Regions from separate parts of the Mus musculus genome. Here regions 2, 3, 4 and 5 are each linked to region 1. Evidence: chromatin contacts called from public HiCAR-type, HiChIP or PLAC-seq and promoter capture Hi-C data. All regions are on one chromosome and are shown on one strand. Each heading gives the region's core, a stretch centred on a gene start, on an enhancer-like site or on the middle of the called end of the contact. The rest is flanking DNA. Distances are from core to core; before and after follow the strand shown.

The links. Promoter capture Hi-C pulls out the DNA fragments that hold promoters and counts their contacts. HiCAR-type assays count read pairs that join an accessible place to other places. HiChIP or PLAC-seq counts read pairs in DNA pulled down with a chosen protein or histone mark.
Region 2: an H3K27ac HiChIP or PLAC-seq map of bone marrow-derived dendritic cells shows a contact between it and region 1, with 13 times the contacts expected there. The contact joins the promoter of Zdhhc17 here to the promoter of Ppp1r12a in region 1. A contact is called at or near these places in 1 of 484 Hi-C or Micro-C datasets (embryonic stem cells) and 3 of 115 datasets of contacts at active chromatin or transcription factors (astrocytes, bone marrow-derived dendritic cells and large pre-B cells).
Region 3: a contact with region 1 is called in a HiCAR-type map of astrocytes, with 3 times the contacts expected there. The contact joins the promoter of Csrp2 here to the promoter of Ppp1r12a in region 1. A contact is called at or near these places in 2 of 39 promoter capture datasets (liver and pre-B cells), 1 of 484 Hi-C or Micro-C datasets (embryonic stem cells) and 1 of 115 datasets of contacts at active chromatin or transcription factors (astrocytes).
Region 4: an H3K4me3 HiChIP or PLAC-seq map of embryonic stem cells shows a contact between it and region 1, with 5 read pairs. The contact joins the promoter of E2f7 here to the promoter of Ppp1r12a in region 1. A contact is called at or near these places in 3 of 39 promoter capture datasets (the C10 cell line, liver and pre-B cells), 2 of 484 Hi-C or Micro-C datasets (CD4 T cells and CD8 T cells) and 1 of 115 datasets of contacts at active chromatin or transcription factors (embryonic stem cells).
Region 5: a promoter capture Hi-C map of liver shows a contact between it and region 1, with 2.6 times the contacts expected there. The contact joins the promoter of Tmtc2 here to the promoter of Ppp1r12a in region 1.

The regions. Positions count from the first base shown.
Region 1 is chr10:108,160,688-108,163,509 of GRCm38.p6, forward strand. It overlaps Ppp1r12a (protein phosphatase 1, regulatory subunit 12A), which reads left to right and starts at 1,411. Exons shown (of 25, transcript NM_001368736.1): 1 at 1,411-1,949. The coding sequence starts at 1,713.
Region 2 is chr10:111,008,624-111,011,445 of GRCm38.p6, forward strand. It overlaps Zdhhc17 (zinc finger, DHHC domain containing 17), which reads right to left and starts at 1,443. Exons shown (of 17, transcript NM_172554.2): 1 at 1,315-1,443. The coding sequence starts at 1,407.
Region 3 is chr10:110,918,735-110,921,556 of GRCm38.p6, forward strand. Csrp2 (cysteine and glycine-rich protein 2) reads left to right here and starts at 1,442. Exons shown (of 6, transcript NM_007792.4): 1 at 1,442-1,520.
Region 4 is chr10:110,743,989-110,746,810 of GRCm38.p6, forward strand. It overlaps E2f7 (E2F transcription factor 7), which reads left to right and starts at 1,451. Exons shown (of 13, transcript NM_178609.5): 1 at 1,451-1,691; 2 at 2,344-2,436. The coding sequence starts at 2,344.
Region 5 is chr10:105,573,066-105,575,887 of GRCm38.p6, forward strand. Tmtc2 (transmembrane and tetratricopeptide repeat containing 2) reads right to left here and starts at 1,414. Exons shown (of 12, transcript NM_177368.4): 1 at 602-1,414. The coding sequence starts at 684. Gm15663 (predicted gene 15663) reads left to right here and starts at 1,486. Exons shown (of 3, transcript NR_038032.1): 1 at 1,486-2,622.

The DNA.
Region 1 (2,822 bases), core at 161-2,660:
GATGATGATGATTCAGTACCAAACACCACTGTTCTCATTGTTGTGCAGAGGTCTAGTGGTATGATCCTCAATACATTTTATGAAGATATAGATGTATTTCATGTGTGGCACACTCGTTTTGTGTTTCAAGGAAGTAGTTTTATCTTAGCTTGGATTTTATTACTATTCCTAACATTGAAATTCAGAATATTCAGTTCTATAAGGTGGTTCCCCCAGCATATTTTACTCAGTTATTCTAATCTACCAGAAAGGCAACATGCTGAAGAGTAAGAAAATAACTTTTCACTGCTGTATTCCCAGCACTGGGAGGCGGTTAGGGGCAAGGCAACTATTTTCTTTGGGGGTGGGGGGGTTCACAGTCTACAGGATTCCCAAAAAGGACCAGTGGTAGGGTTTTATGACATTATAGATCTAAAGTGTATGGGACGGGAGAGTGTTTAGAAAAGGCAAAGCTAAAATCTCCTTATGATGTTCTTTGCAACACAAGAATTTAAGAAATGGGCTCAAATAAATCGTATTTACTGTATTTTCAGAGCCTAGGAAGTCACGACTTTTTAGACATGTACTGGATAAATATCAGTCGAAGTAACTGCCTTCGTCCACATTCCTTTTGAATTCTAGACGCAGCCGGGTCTTTACTCCATAGAAAGCAATGGAGCTGAAACCGTAAATCCCTTAAAAGGTCAGGAGCAGTTAACAAGGCTGAACTAGCCCTCATGGGCAGTGCCACCCAGGCCGAAAAGCGATGGAGGAAGAAGAAATCAAAACAGGCTTAAAGACGGGGGAAAAACAAAACAACAATACTGAGCAAGCCTAAGAGGAAAGACATTTCTGCAGTGGGTGTTTGCAGGAAGCCACTGCAATTAACCGCAGGTCACCATCCCCTGCCAGTAGGCGATCACCTCGGTCAATGCCACCGGGGCCGTGGAGACGACTCCGACCCCACTTTTAAAACGCTCTCATCAGGATCGCCCGGGTTTCCCCCCGAGTTCCTCGGGAAGAGCAACCCCCACAAGCACCTAATGCACGACCCGTGTCCTCTCCATTCAAATCACGCAGCCAATAGGAAAACCCTCCGCCCCGGGCAGACGCCTCGCGCGGCCCGCCGAGCCCGGGAGGAGGCAGGCAGGTCAGCCCGGTCCCGCCTCGCCGCCCGACCCGGCTGCCTCTAGAGCTCTCGGTCCCGCCGGACGAGACAACCTTCCTTCCCGGCCTCCTCCCTTCCAGGAGCGGCCCAGCCCCCGGCTGCCAGAGCCACACCCGCTTCCCTCCGGTAGCGCCCCCGCCAGCGCTCGGCCCCCGAGCTCTTCCTGGGCCGGGCCGAAGCCGAGGCCCAGGCCGAGGCGGGAGCGCGCATGCGCACTGGGCCGCAGGGCGCCTCCCCGGCCGCGATCTCGCGAAGTTACGCTCAGCCGGGCCGCGGCTGACGGACTGACGGGCGGGCGGCCGTGCCGGGGGCGGGAGGGCGTCTGTGGTAGGAAGAGAGGCCCGCTCGGCCGGGCTCGCCCCAGTGCTCTGTGGGATACTGGAAGTCTCGAGCGTCTCCTCCCCGGCTCGCGGCTCCGCTCCGCTCCGGCCCCTCTCTCTCTCTCTCTCTCTCTTTCTGTCGCCGACGCGGTCGCATACTCCCCCCGGCGGCGTCCCCTCGCCGCCGCCGCCCCCTTCCCCCCCGCCCCAGCTCGCGATAAGAGGAGCCGGCGGCTGGAGAGGGGATGAAGATGGCGGACGCGAAGCAGAAGCGGAACGAGCAGCTGAAGCGCTGGATCGGCTCCGAGACGGACCTCGAGCCGCCCGTGGTGAAGCGCCAGAAGACCAAGGTGAAGTTCGACGATGGCGCCGTCTTCCTCGCCGCCTGCTCCAGCGGCGACACGGACGAGGTCCTCAAGCTGCTGCACCGCGGCGCCGACATCAATTACGCCAATGTGGACGGACTCACCGCCCTGCACCAGGTCTGTGTGCCCGGCGTCCCCTCATCCGGACCCCGGAACCCCGGGGCCCGCTGTGGTGCTCGCGCCCGGGGCCGGGGCTGAGGCCGGGGGGTGGCGGGAGACTCCCTGCTTGCGGGTGAGGGGGCGGCTCCGTCGCGGGAGGCTGGCTGGGGCGCGGGGCTCCGGGCCCCCCTCCAGAGCCGCTCGCCCGCAGCCTGTGCAGTTTGGGGGGGGACCCGGCCGATGTTCCTGGGCGCGGGGCAGAATGGACTGTGGTCCTCTTGGGGGCCTCCAGGGCCATTTGTGGACATGTGTCTGGGTCTGGTAGTCTGGGTCAAGCCGAGCCGGAGAGTAATGGGTTGTGCCGAGGCCCGGTGTCAGTGATAGACCGTGGGGCGGGGAGGGTTGTTGAAAAAAAAAAATCCACTAACAGGGACTCTTGGGGCAGATGGAGCCCACTGGCCTGGAGGTGGGCATTGGTGTTGGTGTACATTTTTAGGACTTGATTACAAATGAGGATGATGATATTAGTGATCCCGAACCCTTAAAGCCCGAACCCTTAAAGCCGGGTGCCCCGAGCGAACGATTTCCTGTTTTCTCCTTTATTACTCTTGGTCACTGGGGAGGGGGAAACGGGGTGTAATTAGCTAATCCGGAGTGGCTGAAAGAGAGGGGATTGGTAGTGAATCTGATAAGGGAAGTCTTCCCGAGTGGGCTTGCCCACCTCGTAACTGGAGTCTATGGGTTCCTGTACTCGAAGTTGGTCGCAGTCACAGATCCCTGAGTCCTGGCTCCTGGAGTGCACACCGGGGCTAGGGAAGATGGGAATAAACACTGTGTACTCCTCAAAGACAGTTGCCAAACTTTATTATTATTATTTTTTTATTTTTTGGT
Region 2 (2,822 bases), core at 193-2,692, 2.8 Mb after region 1:
TTTTTCAGAAAGTTTCTTCTTACTGCATAGCTGTGTCAGAAACCCAAAACAGTCTTTTCTAATGAGACTTGTCTCAGCATATATTTCTAAGAAACTGTCTCAGTTTGTGTGTGTGTGTGTATGTGTGTGTGTGTGTGTGTGTGTGTGTGTGTGTGTGTGTATGATCAAGTTAAGAGATAATAGGGTATTAATACGAAAGTGGTCCTTTGTATTTACAATTAAAAAAAAAAAAACAAGACACAAAAGCCAGGAAGAAATAAAATCAATCGAATGCAAAGTAACCACGTTTATTCGAACACCACGGATCTGGACACCATTCTCAACCTCAAAACACGACCTGAGTTCTGCAGGAAGCTGCGCTACACTTTCCTGCCCTCCCCGCATCTCACCGTGCACCGATGATAATAATAATAATAATAATAATAATAATAATAATAATCAACAAACCTGGATACACAAAGAATTGCTTCCAGGCCTTTACTAAACACAAACTCAGCTACAAACTGGGAGGTAAACAACGGGCAGAACCTGACGGCTCCGGCAGAGAAAACTGTTCCCGTCCAGGAGATACAAAAGAAAAAACGGTGGGAAACGTGTTGCGCTGTCTACCCTCCCTGACAGTCCCCAAACAGCGCTACTTTGTGACAAGCTAATGGGTGCGTGCGTTTATTCGCCAAAGTTCAGACCCTCTCTCTTTTTGTTTTTTTGTTGTTTTCTTTTCTTTTCTTTTTAATAGCCTAAGGGCAAACACACCCCGAAATTCGCTGTCCCCAGCGGCGAGCTGGTTGCTATGGCATAATCTGGAAGGACATCACTTTGCCCAGGAAAACTACGATCCCCGGGGAACGAGTGAACTGATGGGAAGGGTCGTGTCATCCGCCACCGAGAAAGAGGGGACGAGGAGAGAGTTAAAACCAAACAGCAGATCGGCTGCCTCCCCTGCCTGGGGAGGCTTGGAGCGAGACCAGGGGCTCCGGCCGAGGTTCCAAAGTGTCAGCAGGCCCCCGTCGCCCCTGCACCCGCAGGCAGCGCGGCGACACCACAGGACCATCGCCATCCCCACCTCTGTCCTCCAGGCACCGCCAGGGACGGCGTCCCAGAGCCCGCCCCGGCCGGGCCCGCCCCGCTATCTCCTCCCCCGTTATCCGCTCGCTCGCCGCCGCGCTCGGGCCTGGACTCGCTTTCTTCAGCCTCCCCCGGGGTCCCGCCACAGGTCACCGCGCCGGACGCCTCGGCCGCCGCCCCGGGCGAGGCTGAGGGAGCGAGGCCGCGGGACCGCAGGGTCCCGGGAAGGCGCTCGGCGCCGTCCCTCACCTCCGGGTGGAGAAGGGGCACGCAGCCCGTTTCGGTCTCGTACTCATCCGGGCCGTCCGCCATCTTGGTGTTAAATCCCTCCTCCCGCTGCATGCTGGGAGAAAGCGTTTCAGCCTCGCGGGGCTCGGCAAGGCGGAGGGCGAGCGCGAGGGCGAGCGCGAGCCCGGATGAGGGCGACGCGGCGCCACCGCCACCGCCGCCACCTCCTCTTCCCTCCGAGCCCCCGGGACGCCCCCTCAGCCCCTCCCGCCGCGGAGGGCGCGGGTCCCGATGCGCGTGCGCCGGCCCGGCCCGACCCGGCCCGGGGCTGGAGTGTGCTCTCTGCTGCACTGCGCCGGGGCAGCGGACCGCGTTGGGCGTGGGCGCCGCGGCCCGGGGGCGGGTCCCGGTCGGAGGCCGATGCTGCTGCTGCTGCTGCTGCTGCTCCTCGGCTCCGGCCACCCGGGAAAGGCCGCGCGCGACACAAGACGGAGATCCAGAGCCGCGCAGGGCAGGGTCCCGAGCCTTCCAAGGGCTGGAAGGGCTTAGGGTGTGACCCTGGGAGAGCAAGGATGCGTTCTCCTCGCCTCCGCACCTGTGCCTCGGGGACACCGGGAGAAGCAAGGACAAAAAAAAAAAAAAAAAAAATTGGCTTCCTTGAAAAAGCTTTTGTTGTGTGATGCCCTCTTTGCGATTGAGCTAGGGCATTTTTTTTTAAAATCCTTGCTTTTGACAAGGTCAAAGCCCCACACTTTCCCATCTGCTGCATTTTAATAGGGACCCGGGGATTCAAAAGTGAAACCTTTTTAAAATGAAAGCTCTAGAGTGTGACCCAGATAAAAATGATTAAAGCCGGCTTTAAGAGGATATTGGGGTTGGGAGGGGGCTGATGGAACAATTGCAGAAAGGATTTGTTTCTGGTTTGGGCTACTAGGGATTGTAAATCTCTACAGCGCCAGGGAACATTTAGCAAAGAGCGATCTGATTAGAGATTCTGATACTAACCAGTCCCCTGTCAAAGCCAAATCAGCCAAAGATCACCAGAGGGGAAAAAACCTGCAGTCGGACAAAGCCAGATTTACTGGTAGATCGGGAGGAAGGCACGTCAGAGGAAAAAAGGATGGGGCATGGAAGAGGAAACCCCTTTGTAAGGTTTATATTCCCGCCAAAAGAATCTGAGGAGGGTCTGGGGAGAGCTGAGATCGGTTCTGGATTGGACATAATCGATTCTGAGGAGGTGAGGAAAAACCAGGAGTAACAAGGCATTGGACGAGATCACGAGGCTAGGTCCGTTCAATACTGTGCTCTCCCAGTAACAAATGAAAACGGCAAAGTAGACCTAGTATTCGTCGGTAAACGGGCAGTAATCACTCAGAAAAAGGATGAATATGCTATTTTATAGCTGCTTCTGGTGGGGGGAAAGAAGCGGTCTCTTTGGCGCTGCCTGTCTCTGTGTGTATCCTCTCAGCAGGGCTTTTCCTTCCGGCACGGACCGATTTTCTTTTCTTCTTTTTTTTTTTTTCTTTCTT
Region 3 (2,822 bases), core at 192-2,691, 2.8 Mb after region 1:
CAACAGGTCCAGTCCTTAGGCCCCTTCCTCAGAGAAACTCTAGTGGACCTCAGGAGTAGCAGAAAAAGGACAATCGCTTGCTGAAAAAAAGGGAACATGAACTACCCTGCTTCCTTCAGTGAAAACAAACCAGAAGCCCCTCCCGTAAGAAGTGCAGCAAGCTGCGGAGGTAAAGCAAACAGATCGGAATCGTGAATGTAAGAATTGCTGGTATTTAGAAAAGCTCACAGCAGGCACCCATGCTTTCAAACTCCTGCCGCAATCTGGGGGAGATGTCAATCACTACTTGCACTGTTTTTCAACAGTCCTTGGTGGACAGAGAATCTGGCTGCAATTACGAGCTTATTTTGGATTGGGCCCAGCATACGACATAAAAAGGCATAAACCAGGCCTGTACTTTGTCACCGGAGGGGCCTTCCTCAACTCTGCCTCCTCCTACCCCCCCTAACAGGGCCTTTGGCAACGTAAGCGGGAAATTTTTTATTGTCGCAACGCGAGGGTACTGGCATCTATCAGTTAAAGTCATCCTAACCCCCACCAAAGAACTAGGCTATTAACAGCATGATGTTGCGCCTGGATGAAAGGGGTGATCGATTTGTGACAGAGGGGAGTAGTTTTGGTCGCTGCCTATTGCGGCGTGGAGGTCACCACTCTTCAAATACTAATTCTTAGGGCAACCCACTACTGATGACAGAGAAGTGGATCACCAAATGTCCTAGAATACAAACCAGATAGAGATGACATTATTTTGCTTTTTGTCTAGAACAATAATATGTCACCTCAAGCCCAGATTTTAGGTCCTTTCTGCTGTCTTCGCCGGCGAGACATCCCTGGACTTTTCGGACAACTGCAAACAATTGCAAACTGAAACCCGAAGCCTTTTGGCGCCAGGGTTTCTGCGTGGGTTGTGGGTTTCTTCCCCCCTCAGCAAAGAGTGGTGGGGGAAAGCAAAACACTTGGGGAATGAGGTGTTTTCATAACGTCATTTGTTTAGTCTAGATGAGGAATGCAGCTCTTTCGCGACAGGAAAGCTGCGGATTCCAGAAGCCGGGATTCTGACCAGAGACTATCCTGCACCGGGGAGTCCTGCACCCCGGAGGCTAACATATGGCGTTTGTGCAGTAAAGGGTGGCGGGAATCCCACGGGGCGACACCGGATCTCGCTGGCTCCGGGCCGATCCTGAGTGCTCCGGACGTCCCGGGACCGGCGGGTAGGAGCAGCCGGAGACGGTGGGAGACTCGGACGCGCGGGAAGCCGCAGGAAGAGGCGGGATTCCGGTCTTTTGTCTCGGGGCCAGAGCTCGAAACCCGCAGCGGGAGCCCAGCTCAGCGGGCCGGGCGGAGACCATCGCACACCCCGAGGGGCATGACCGATGATGGGCGTGGCGAACAAGGCCACGCCCAACATAAGTCTTTAAAAGCGGGCACACGCGCTCCCGCCAGTCTCCGGATCCGCCCGCGGCTTTCCTCGGTCAGACCTCGTTAGCTCCGCCCGCCGCGTGCTCCCTCCTCCCACTCGGGTGAGTCCTAGGAAGCCTGCAGCCCCGCGGTCCCTGTCATCTCCACCCCTGCTCCTGACTATGCTTCCACCCGTCCTCTCACTTCTGCCCCAATGCGGGGTCCACTAGCACACCTGCTGTCGCCCCCAGACCATCCCTGCCCTGGGACCTCATGTCCTTGGGGCAGGTAAATCATCCCCTGTGACCTTTAATTTTCCATCCTGTTCTCTGGGAGAGAGGCGAGCTGGGAGTTTCTCGTGGCCGCCAATGCCTCTTTTTGTAGCCCCAGGCTCCCTCCCAGGGCTGATTCTCCCCTTCGGGTAGGAGGGGTTAGAGGCTTCGGGGCTCCAGTGCCCCAAGGGTGTGTCTGCCCAGCCCTGACGACCTTCTCGGGAATTGGGTGGGTACTCTGGGGTGGTGGGCGTCTCCATACCCTCTGAGCTCCAGTTCTCCTGTGGCGAAACGGAGCTCCTGGCCATCGCCTTTGTTCGGTGGTCTCTGCCCACCCGGCACAGAAGGAACCATAGTGAAATTCTAGTTGAACATTCCTAGCTTTTCCTGGTGCTTTCTACCTTTAAAGTACAAACAAGGATACAGCATTGCTTGGTTCTGAAATTCTGCAACAGGTCCTAAAAGTCACAGTATGGGTTCAGAGCTAGATAATAGTTATAGGCATCCGTGAGGTAAGGGGTGAGGTGAGGGGAGAGCTCTTGAAACTTCTGCCCCCTTGGAAGCCAGGACTTTGAACTTTATTTGTTTACCTGATTACTTTTTGAGTAAATATTTGGTTTGACCTGTTTTGTTTGAGTCGCATACATTTTTACTTTATTAAATGCTTTTCAGTTCGGGGCGGGGGGGGGGCTGGGTGTAGTAATTTTTTAACTTGGGCAGCGAAAATAGTTAAATTATTGACTTTTTCAATGCGTGCTTAATCTCTACTTACATAAAACCAAAGAATCCAAAAAGGAAGTGATTCTTGTACCCAGATTCTTCAAGAAAGATTTAAACGGTAGATTTCAAAAGAGAGACTCATACAATCTCAACACTGCATACAAGTGACATTTGGGACCCTATTCTCTGCCATTGCCTTGTAATTGTTACTGATAATTCCTTCATTACTCCTCAAGGCTGTTTGACCCCACTTTTTATAGCCAGGTTGCCATAGACGTATACATCCCATGAGTCTCTGGAACACTGTTTGCTTAGTTATCTTGAATATGTTGGAGCACACCTCGGTGCTTGTTAACTGAATAAAGAAGGCGGGAACAGACAAGGCCCCGTTGTGGGGAGCAGTAGATATTTATTAACAGATTTCAGCCAACG
Region 4 (2,822 bases), core at 201-2,700, 2.6 Mb after region 1:
GCTGCAAGCACAGGCACCTCCACACCAGCATGGGCACCAGAGGTCCAACTCTGATCCTTCAAGCACTTTATTGGCTGAGCTATCCCTATAGTCTTCAAATTGTTATTTGCCATAGACATACTTTTTTTTTAAGCTACTATTGTTTATTTGTTCATGCGGATTGTTTTACATGCGTTCTGGTCTTTTCTAAGGTATAGTCCGGTAGCCATTTTCAGGCTGAATGTACCAGCAGACTGGAGTAAAAACCGAAGGACTTGAGTAAATATTTTGAATTCTTCTGATGGCTCATTGTACATTTTTGAGAGCTGAGAGGTGAAGGGTGGGGCCTTTGCACGGAACGGCTAAGACGGGGTAATGAGAATGATAGTTTTGCGTTGAAGTGGGGAAATACTCGTGGGCATGTGTTAAAGAGGCCGTTATAAATCCCAGCTGAGGGCACCCTACAAAATAACAGTACTCGGGGAAAATCTGGGGATCAACCCAAGAAACTGAACCAGGAGCTTAGGAGAGATGAACAAAAGCGATGTCCTCCAACAGGAAATAAAAAAGCATTTGGTAAAAAGAAAACCTGAATAAATAGTGACTTAAACAAGTGCTTTGTACTTACATAAGTGGCTGAAACTGGGTACTAGATGTGAGTGAACTCTTTTAAAGTATCTTTTCAGTTTTTTGTGCAAATCCAAAACGGTTCTAAACAAGAGTTTCTCAAGAGGGGCCTAAAATAGCAGTCTTTCCTTAGGTTCATATTTTAAATAAGAATCCGAAGGAAGTGAAAGGTCTAATAGAAATCAGTAATATTCCAGAGATATTCTTGACTGTTCCCCCATCCCCCAAGCTAGTCCTTACTAGAAACTGTCTAATAACACATTCTCGACCATCTCTAATGCTCTGGAGAGGGAACACCAGGAAACCTTTTGCAAAACCCCCTTTGGTGCGGCTGCCGGGGTTGTTCCCAGGGCTAACGGGCGTGCCATCTGCTCGCAGCCCAGGTGCTAACCAGGGTTCACGTGTCACCTGGCGGCGCCGGGTGCTAGGGAGCCGCCCTGGCAGGTCCCGGCAACTCGGCTCCCGCAGGTTGCTGGGGGCAGGGCGGCGTCCGCAGCATCCCGCGCGTGCGGATCGTTTCCCCGGCTCCATCTGCTGCGCTGGGGGCCGGCGTGGGTCGGTCCCCCACAACAAAAGGGCGCCCCGCGGAGAGCGCGCCGGCCCGCGCCGCCCCGCCCCGGCTTCCCGCGTCCGCGCCCGCGTCCCCGCGGGAAACGCTCCCGCGTCACCGCCTCCAGGTACCCGGAAGGGGGAGGGGGCGAGGCGACAACAATCCGGCGGGCGGGCGAAGGGGAGGAAAGGCGCGGCGCCGAGCGCCAAGACAGCGAGGGGCGGGGCTTCGGGCCGTGCCGCCGCGCCATTGGTCGGCACCGCCCCGCCGGCCGCCGCGCATTGGTGAATGCTCAAATTCAGTCTCAAGGCGCCAGAGGAGGTGTTTTAGCGGGGACCGCGATCCAGGGCTGGAGCTTGGCTTAGGCGGGTAGGAGACGCTGTCGCTACGCGGACACCGCGGGTGGAGCGGAGGATCTGCGAGCCTTGCCCTGCCCTGCCCATGTCGCCAGCCGGCCGCTGAGATCTACACGCTCTGCCCGCTCACGCGTGCGGCTGCGGACGTCCCCGGAGAGACCCTCCATCGCGCAGCGACAGTAAGGAAGCGTGCGGCCCCCTCGGATGGGGAGGCGGGAATGCGGAGACGGGTTACCCGCCGCCCTGGATGCCGTCCCACAGGCCCCGGGTCCGAGTGCCCCCTGGGGTTGTGCTGGCTGCAGCGCTAGGTGAAGGAGGCTGGTCCCCACTACCACCTACCCCCACGATTTAGGGGTCCCCTGGGAAGAGTTTCACTTGGGGTGTGCTTAGATGCCTAGGGAGGGGCTGAGCGCTTCCCGCATGGGTTGGTCTCTAGATCAGGTTTCAGTCTACCCCCTAGATCAAACCCACTCAAAGTTGAATTCCTCCCGGTTCTTTGCGCCAAAATTAACTGACCTGGGAGACCCTGTAACTTTCTTGGCATTTGCCTAACACCTTCCTTCCTTGGTAACTATTTTGCCTGTTGCTTTTCATAAAGGATTGCAGTTTTGTTCAGTTTTTTCGTCTTCCCAGATTTCCAGTGATTCCTAAGTATATTTTAAGTGTTTGTCCGTGTGAGTTTTAATGAGGAATGGAGGGTGTCTTCATTCTTGGAAAATTCCAGGAATGCTGTAGGAAGGGAAAGTTGATGTTCACAAGTGGCATTTTGTCGTTGTTGTTGTAGGGGGAAATAAATGTAAAATCATTTTCTGATATAGTTGTGTGTTCCAGATGGAGGTGAATTGTTTAACACTAAAAGACTTGATCAGCCCCAGGCAGACCAGACTAGATTTTGCCATTGAAGATGCAGAGAACGCACAAAAGGTAAGCACAAATAAATACTTTATAGTCTCCAGCATGTTTTGGATGGTGATGCCTAGCTTTCGTCTCGTATACAGCATAATTGTGATGGCCGTTATAGAGGAGTTTTTAGAGAATGGGGCCATTGCGACCTTTGTTTCGGCTCCTCTTAAGTCATTAGTGTTGGAACCAGCTTCTGAAGCCAAAGGTGCATTCTGGATGCAGTGATCAGAAGTTTGTGATGCCTAGAGATCCCAAGGGCAGTTGAATTAATGTTGGAAGAAATTAGAAAGCGTTAATTCCCTGGAACAGGATTTTGTTGTTGTAAATACTGGATTTAATGTCCGAATGCTGAGAAACACCACCTTCCTCCTAATGGACCAACTACAGAGATGTCTCCCAAGAGTTAC
Region 5 (2,822 bases), core at 164-2,663, 2.6 Mb before region 1:
CGCTCTTTCCTCTATTTGGCAACTGTCATATGTGCGTTTAACTTCGAGAAATCAGTGTCCTATCAATAAAAGGAAACCACACGGGGAGGATCTTCTAGGGGTGCAGAGGTGCTTCCTTCCAGCCCACACGTAAAATCGCTTAATATGCTTTTTCTTTCTTTCTTTCTTTCTTTCTTTCTTTTTTTTTTTTTTTTTTTTTTTTTTTTTTTTGCACCAAGGTATACCAAGGATTGTTATTGGAATTTTTACTTTGGCTGGTTGTTTGTTTAACGTGGGTTCATTAAACAGTCTTCCAAATTGCCTGGATTTCCGCAAAGAAACTTAAGCGCCTGCCAACCAGCAAGAAGCAAGCAAGAACCTGCTGCAAAGTAGGAGCGGAAACTCGTTCGGCCCGCCCAGCGCGCCTGCGTCCGTCCCGGCTGTTTGCTTTAGGTGTTACGGTTTCCGTGTCGCCTAAACCTTCAGGTGCAGATACCTGTCCCCCCAACCCCGCCCCCAAGACGCGCTTCAGCCTGACAGCAAGCAGTACCAGAGCCACCGAGGAGCCCCCACCCCACCCCCGTCGCACCGCAGCCATTGCCCCTTTCTCTCACCCACTTACCTGTCATCGTAGCAGAAATCAGCACTCAGGGTGTTGAGATACAAGGCGAGCCCCAGAGCGCTGCTCACCAACTCTGCAATCATCTCTCCACCGCCTTCCCTCCGGCTTGGCTCCCAGCGCGAGCGCAGCAGCGGCAACAAAAAACAGAAGCATCAATCCCCACCTTCCGCCGCCTTCTCCTCCTTGGCTGCACTTTTCCCCGGCTTCCCCGCCCGCCTCCTCGTCCTCCCTCCTCTCCTTCTTCCGATCCCGGGCTCCTCCTCGGGGCGCCGGGCTCCGCTGTTCCTGCGTGCTCCGGGGGTTGCGGGCTCACACCGCTCTCCCCATACCCGACAACCGCGAGAGGCAAGCGGCGATCGGCTTCACGCCCCCCGGCGGAGAATCGGGGCTTGTCCTTTTCCCGCGGCTCGCGGTCCCCACCCTAACCCATGGCACTTTGGGACGCCCTAAGGTAAAGGACTGCGGAGATAGAAGAGTGCAAGAGGGGGGACCAAAGGGCTGGACAGAGCGAGGATCTGGGACCAGCGGGAGGAAAGGAGAGACAGAGAGAGAGACCGAGAGAGAAAGGGGCGGGTGGGAGGGACGAGGCGAACCGCCTCCCTTCGCCGCCTCCCGGGCGCACGACTCCGGGGCCGTTCGCAGCAACTCGGCCGCCACCGCGGCTGCGGCACATTCACTCTTTATTGGTTCCCTCCCGGACCCCTCTCCAGTGAAGTGAGAAGCGGCGACTGGGGACTCCAAAAGCTCCCGCGTGGGGTTCTCGTCGCGGCCCCACGCGCCTGCGTGGCCAGCCCACCACCCTAAGCTAGCCCGGCCCCTTTCTCCACCCAGATCCTCCCCGCAGACTCCTCCCTGTCTACCCCCACTGGCTGGAGGCTCCGCCCACTCTTCTAGCTGCTCCAGCCTGGTACTCTGGCCCCACTCTCTTCTTCATCTTCCTTCACCTTCTTTTTGACTCTGGAAAGCCTCCCCCAAAGCCCAGGACAAAGATGACTTTTGGAAGATTGCCCAAAACGATAGCTAGAGTGTGCCCTGGGCTCTGGGAGATGGAGGAGAGAGGCGACAGGAGGAGTCAATGGTTTGCCCAGTGCTGCGGGGAGGCGCTTTGCACGCTCTAGATCGCAAGCCAAACGTCTAGTGCCAAGAGCTGTCAGGCAAAAGACTGGTCAGCTGGAGAGACTTCTCGGGACGCGGAGAGGTAGAACAGGTTTGCAGAGCGCTGGCAACCTCGGTTGACACTAAGGATCTATTGCCCCGCGCGCGCGCGATGCGTGAGCTGAATTGGGATGGAAGGGCCTGTTGAAGAGCCAGGGAAGCAGCGTTTAGGAGAGAGTTTTCCGAGGCCACGCCGTGACGGTCGACATTAATATTAGTGGAAAGACGCGTGCCCCGCAGTAAGATCATGAAAAGGGATCCAGGAAATGAAAGAGGAGAGGCAAGAAGGTAAGAAACACCCACGCGTTCCTCAGAAATTGCGTGGGGATGGGTGTCTTTAGTGGTTCAGGACTGTCAAGCTGACTCTGAGACTATAGAAGAGACCACGCTAATGCAACCCTCTACAACGGCATCCTTAAACCCAGCAGAGCGGAAAGCTAATGCCCTTTCCTTTCCGCCCGGATGCAAGACTGGATGGAAGGCATCCAACATGATGAAATACGGTGCAGAAGAATGGTCTGGGCAGAAGGAGCGCTGGGTACTAAAGTTGCATGACCAAAGAGATCCGAGAGCTGTCTGCCACACCCCCTTCCTGCCTGGTTCCCTTTCTGACTGCCCTGGTCGCTCCCTTGGACTATGATGAACACGACTGCAGCGCCCCCTGCTGTGGGGAAGCTACAGGGCACAGAAAACACGTCCTTGCAGGGCTGACTTCCAACTTCCCCTTTTGCACCTAACCAGCAAGCTCTTCAAAGATAATAAGGAAAGTGGACTCCCTGGGTATGTGGCAGCGATCTGAAAAGTTTGAACGCCTGCAGAATAAGGATGTCTGACTTCACAAAGAAATCGTTTGGAAACTGACAAATGTGTGTTCAACCTCCAACAGGCAAATTGTGATTTGATCAAAATATTATGAGCACGTAGGAAGTTCTCAAATAATATATTGAAGATGGTGATTCTTGTTCTTCAGTGCTCCCCGGTATAATGTATTTTTTAAAGTTTTTTTAAAAATCATACCAGTTGCTCCATTCGGATCCTCTCTGACCTTCTTCTGAGCTTATGTATT